2 separate regions of the Gossypium hirsutum genome follow, and region 1 is linked to region 2. The links are chromatin contacts, called in public Hi-C maps. All regions are on one chromosome and are shown on one strand. The core of a region is the stretch at or near the end of the contact, and the rest is flanking DNA. Distances in the headings are between cores, read along the strand shown.

Region 1 (3,172 bases), core at 652-3,151, 250 kb after region 2:
TCAACAATCCCTACCCTTTGGTTCAAACTCATGTCTGTCTGCCCTTGACCTGAAACACCCACGAAAAGGTGAGGCACTGCTCATGCTTTATCAGACACCCACCAAATAATTCATATTTAGATTTTTTAGACTCGAAGTCAGTCTAATAATTCCAAAGGGTTCTGGTTTAGTTGGGGGGAATAGTGGACCAAATGATAGAACTTTCTGTCATACTTGGTCACAAAATTAGGTCTCAAACAAAGAGAAGCTAATAATAGAAGAGATATAAAAATGCTCCTTGGAGGGAAAATCCAATTACCTGATCCTTTGTCAGTGCTCTTCACTGTTCTATACATCTGCATGAACACAGAACACCCATAGAGAAAAAAATGAGAAAAAAGAAGTCCACATTGCTAAGATTACCACACCATCTAGATGCCCTTTTGTCCTTACCCCTTGTCTCTCCAGTCCACACCCACTACAGTTGAATCATATAGAAATACAAAAATAGAACATGATAGAGATGCCAGAAATAACTATGGGAAATCATTAAAATAATAAGAATTATCATATTTACTACATAAGTTTCAAAGAAATGAAGATTGCTCACAGTAACCCCACCTGCAAGTGACTCTTCACATGAGCTAGGGTTAGATCCTTGACATTCATCAACTCTAAGACAGATTTTGGTGTTGCTCCTGTGACAGTTGCCAATACAAAAAATTCAAACCTTATTATTCTTTTTTTCCAATAAAGATTTCCATTTTCGGTATTTTTGCACCAAGAGGAGAAAAGCTAAAAACATAAAGTAAATATATTGTAGATGGAAAGATATTTTAGGTCGTGAAGTATATTACTTTCATGGCCACCAAGAAGCTGGACTGCATGAACAAAGTGGGCATGGAGTGTTGTAGTCCATCTCATTCTGGGAGCTCTGATGCTTCTTTTCACTCCTCCATTCATCGTTCTCGCACTTCTCTTGAAATCACGACCATAGATTTGAGGCTGATAGTGATGCTGCTGAAGAAGATGATGAGGGTTTCTGGGTTGCTGTAAATGGGGAGGACCCAAATCAGCCATTTCAAACCCTAAGCTCAACGCGGGTTCCCCAAGGCCTGGATTACTATATCCATTTTCATGGCTCAAATCGCTTCCGCTACTGCCAGAATCAGTCGTGGAGCTCCGATCACTATAGATCGATTTTCCTGACAACACATCGTAGGCCATTTCCTTAGCCTTACAATCTGAAACGGAGGGTGGGCTAATCTGCAAGGATAGATCGGGGAAAGGTGCGGTTCTCATTATAGTATTTGAGCTTAAGAACATAAAGGAAGAAGAAAAGGTGTGAAGATCTTAGTCAAAAGCCCCTGCAGGGGGTACGTTAACAGAGACAAGAGATTAAAATAGAGAGAATGAATGAAGAGAAAACACACTGCCAAAACAAGAAAAAGAAAACCGACAGGAAAAAGTGGGTTTAGAACTTCGAAGCTAAACAAACGAAAAAGAGCCGAAAAGGAAAGGGAAAGCGTTGTGATTATATCATGAGTGCCTCATGATTAAGTTGCGTGGACGTGAAACATAGGCTTTTTCAGTTGGATCCCTCTAGGTTTGATAGAAGAAAAAAAAATTGCAGAGACTATAACCAGTCAGATTAAACAAAAAAAGAATGAATTGCAGGAGAAGAGAAAGTAAGTAACCAGAGTTGTTTTGGGGATGATGGTTTGAAGGAAAAGTTAGTGAAAAGGATGCAGAGAAGGATCAGAGAGCTTTCTTCCCTTGCACACAGAAAGAGAGTAAAAGGAAGGGGCCTTTTTTCCTTTATCCTTTATAATGGGGAATGGAAAAAAAAAAACAGTGCCAGCAAGCCAGCTATGGTGGTCTATGGAGGGAATGGTTGGAATTCGAGAAAACAATAAAAGGTTAATAATATTCCATATTGAAGCATCACAATATCTTTATTAGAGTTAGAACTATAATTTAATTTTTATAATATTAGAGTAAAAACCTAAAATTTAATTAAAATTAGGGCATAAGATTTCATAAAATATATTTATTAAAAGGAAAATTATTTTATATATTTATCACATTTTCAATTTTAATATTTTAATTATTTGGAATGGAAATTTGAGTGTATAGCACATAATTTTTATCTTTCTACTAATTTAGTAATATCCTAACTTTTCCTAAAATTAGAATATTCTGGGTATTAATTTTGTTGAACCAGGATTGACTGGCAAAGCAGGCAGGGCCAAAAATATCTTATCCCCTTAGCTCAAAATATTCATCTGCTTTAATTTATTACTACCTCTTTTACATGCAGACGAGGCATAAGCCCGATTAAATGTCGCTTTGTTTTTTGTTCCTCTCTTTAAAAGCTTACTGCCTAATAACACATGATGTTGTGCTTTAGCTGTTTTGCGATGCTGATGATTAAGCACAGTTTTAGTTCCATGCTAAATATACCACAAGATACTTACCCTTCCATTTCATGCTTAAACATATCCTGATTCGCAGTGGGTTTTATGCTTTAAAATAGAAAAACCAAGAAACAGCGAGTGCAAATTAGTGGGAGGGTCGGGGAGGTTTAAGTTCAACCCCAGCTCTTAATTCTTGATTAAACTGACAGTAATTAGTGAAATTGATGAGGGCTTTACAAGGAATTGGAACTTCGAGAAAAAGGGGAAAGTTGGATCACTTTGTGAGCGATGTGGTGCTGCTGGGCAAACATGAAATAGCGAAATAGGCATGGATCGAGCTGTACACGTGGGAAGAAGTTGCCAATAAGGAAATATATGCGTGGGGAATGAAGTGAAGGGGAGGAGTAATAAGGAGAGAAGGAATATGGAGGAAGCTAGGCTAGCATGGTGTAATTAAAGAGAGGGGGGGTAGCAGTGTCAGATTGGTTGGGGCGTCCGGCGACACGAGGGTCGCAGACCCACATGCAACACTTCCCTTGGCCCCCTCCCTATTTTTTTTTCATTTAACTTGTGCACTCACGCGCCCAGTCTATTCTTTATTTTCTTTGGGTTTTTTTAATGTATTAGTAAAATAATAACTTAATATCCTTTTTACCCGGACCAATAATAAACTTATTTTTGTTTATATTGTTTTGTCTTTTACTTCAATATTAATTTATGACCCATCAAAATCTCTATATATGTCTATCGTAAAAGTGTTATTAGTATTATAATTT
Region 2 (2,833 bases), core at 151-2,650:
GAATAATAAAAAGGTGTATCTTATTGATTATTCACTAATCATAGATGAATTAATCTACTATAAACAAAAATAGACGAATTAATGCATAGCCATGAACCCATACAAAATAGTGGAATATGCCACCAAATCGAGCAGCTGTTAATTCCTAAAGATGCATAGTTAAGTAAATTATGAGCCGGTTGGTTACTGGACCTCAAGACATGCTTAACCGAGATATAATTAAAGTTAGTTTTGTTAATATCACTATTTACACTCCAAGCTTCACATATTTAAAATATTAACTTATTTTTAATTTAATATTTAACAATTTTTTTTTGTATTCTCTACATCTGTTTAACGATCTATGATTGAAGTTTGAGCTTAACCCTCCTAATAATGTCGTCTCCAAAGTTTAAACTTATATTCTCTCTTTAAAATGTCATATGTCTTACTACTACACTTAATACTTGTTGATATATGTTTTTTAATGTTTATATTATAGTAATATGTATTATTTTACATATAGTTTTTTTATGTGATATACATCACATAATACATAAAAATAGTATAAAATAAAATAAATATTATAATGTTAAAAACGGATTTGACTTTAAAAATATGGGTATAATTATTTTGTTAAAATACATTTATCGAGCCCAATATTTTTATCAAAATTCTTTTAAATTTCAGATCAATAAATTTAAATTTGGATGAATAATCTAAATGGATTTAGATACGTTACAATGACTAACTCGATACAAGGATGACATTTTAGTTTCGGTAATTAAATTGCAATCTCCCCCTATCTAAAATACATAACTAATCACTTTAAATTAGGCTAAGGTTTCGGATTTTGAAGGCCTGGGTGTGAGTCCCATTATTTGCATTTGCAACGTGCGGATCTTTTTCCCATCATGTGCATAGACCTTATGTAGATATTTTCCGATTTTTCATTTGTTGTGTATTATATTGATTAATTCTATATACTATTACAATTGATCGGATATGTATTTACACTCATACTTCTAATTGTATTTTCTTATATTAGTAAAACTTTCTAACAAAAAAAAGTATTATTTTGAAAAAGACTTTACCAAAAAGAATAATAAAATGAAGATGTCTAAAAGAATTGTAGTTTGCAACAAAATAGATCCTACTCGTTTCCTTGCTTGGCAACTGGTCTGGTGAGACTAAAAACTAAATAATGATTTTTAATCACACTTATAAAATTAAAAAACTTCAATAATTATCCAATTCGTAGTTTCTCCCTTTTAGTTTTCGTATGTCATTTCAGGCAAAAGCTGTTTTATAGCTAACAAGTTAAATCCTAATTTTATAAACAATTTCTTATCATTAATCTTTGAAGTTAAAAATAAATAAAAAAATTTATCCAAAACAGCAATAAATAGCAAGTTAAATCCTAAAACAACGAAGCAAGAGGCTATTAGGAAACCGACCCCTGATTCCTTGGAGCATGGTTCCTGTTTCTATATGCTCGGTCCAACAGTTATCAAAAATCTGACAGCTCTAAATCCGCTCTACAGTTCCTCTCCCACATTTGTAATTGCAATATATGTATGCCCGCGATGCAAATGCAATCATTTCCATTGCCTCTCTTCGTATTTGAATTAATTAATTAATAATCCTCTCAAATCTCTTCTACGCATTTTTTCTTTATCTTTTTTTTTTTGTATTTCTAGAATTTGGGCACAATGTTCGCAGAGGCTGATAGCTTTCCGAGATCCAAGTTTGGAAACATTATGCATTCCTATCCTAACATGTCCATACCTGGTTCTGGGAGTGAAGATGATTTGTACGTGCGGTATAGCCGCGCATCCACTTCCGGTCCTGCCTACGAAGCCCATAGGACGAGTCTGGAAGGCTCGCCCATAACCATGTCACCGTGGAACCAAACCACTTCTTTCATGAAACCTTCAACTGCCATTTCCGATAATGATGTTCCAGCTAACAGCCTCATCGGCTCGCTTACACGTGAAGAGGGTCATATTTATTCCTTGGCAGCCACAAAGGATCTCCTTTACACCGGCTCCGATAGTAAGAACATTCGGGTGTGGAAGAATCTAAAAGAATTTACGGGCTTCAAATCTAACAGTGGATTGGTTAAGGCCATTGTGATATCTGGCGAAAAGATTTTTACCGGCCATCAAGATGGGAAGATTCGCGTTTGGAAAATCTCTCCTAAGGACCCTAGCATTTATAAACGAGCTGGAACTTTGCCCACTCTCAAAGACGTCCTTAAAAGCTCCATTAAACCCAGCAATTATGTGGAAGTGAAGCATAAGCGGGCTCTATGGATCAAACACGCAGATGCGGTGACGTGTTTGAGCCTGAACGTGGAACAAGGTCTTCTTTACTCTGCTTCATGGGATAGGACATTCAAAGTCTGGAGAATTTCAGATTCCAAATGCCTTGAATCGATTCGTGCACACGATGACGCTGTTAACTCTGTGGTTTCGATCATGAGTGGAATGGTTTTCACTGGCTCCGCTGATGGTACCGTTAAAGTGTGGAAAAGGGAACAACAGCGGAAAGGAGCGAAGCATGTGTTGTCCCAAACTCTTTTACAACAAGATTCTGCAGTTACGGCATTAGCAATCAACACCCAGGGTTCAGTTCTGTACTGTGGCTCCAGTGACGGCTTGGTCAATTTCTGGGAAGTTGAAAAGCAATTATCCCACGGCGGGGTCCTAAAAGGGCACAAGCAGGCCGTTCTTTGCCTTGAGGCTACTGAGAATTTGATGTTTAGCGGATCGGCTGATAAGAATATATGCGTTTGGAGGAAGGACGGCAACATCCACACATGCCACTCGGTGCTGACGGGGCACGTGGGGCC

What was found. Hi-C and Micro-C count contacts between places; a contact is called where the count stands out from the background.
Region 1: a contact with region 2 is called in a Hi-C map of leaf, with 1.8 times the contacts expected there. The contact joins the promoter of LOC107887026 here to the promoter of LOC107953049 in region 2. A contact is called at or near these places in 2 of 34 Hi-C or Micro-C datasets (both in leaf).

What each region holds. Positions count from the first base shown.
Region 1 is chrA05:19,856,884-19,860,055 of Gossypium_hirsutum_v2.1, forward strand. It overlaps LOC107887026 (probable transcription factor KAN4), which reads right to left and starts at 1,902. Exons shown (of 6, transcript XM_016811161.2): 1 at 837-1,902; 2 at 601-677; 3 at 299-335; 4 at 1-49. The coding sequence starts at 1,305.
Region 2 is chrA05:19,603,884-19,606,716 of Gossypium_hirsutum_v2.1, forward strand. LOC107953049 (protein JINGUBANG) reads left to right here and starts at 1,401. Exons shown (of 1, transcript XM_016888273.2): 1 at 1,401-2,833. The coding sequence starts at 1,692.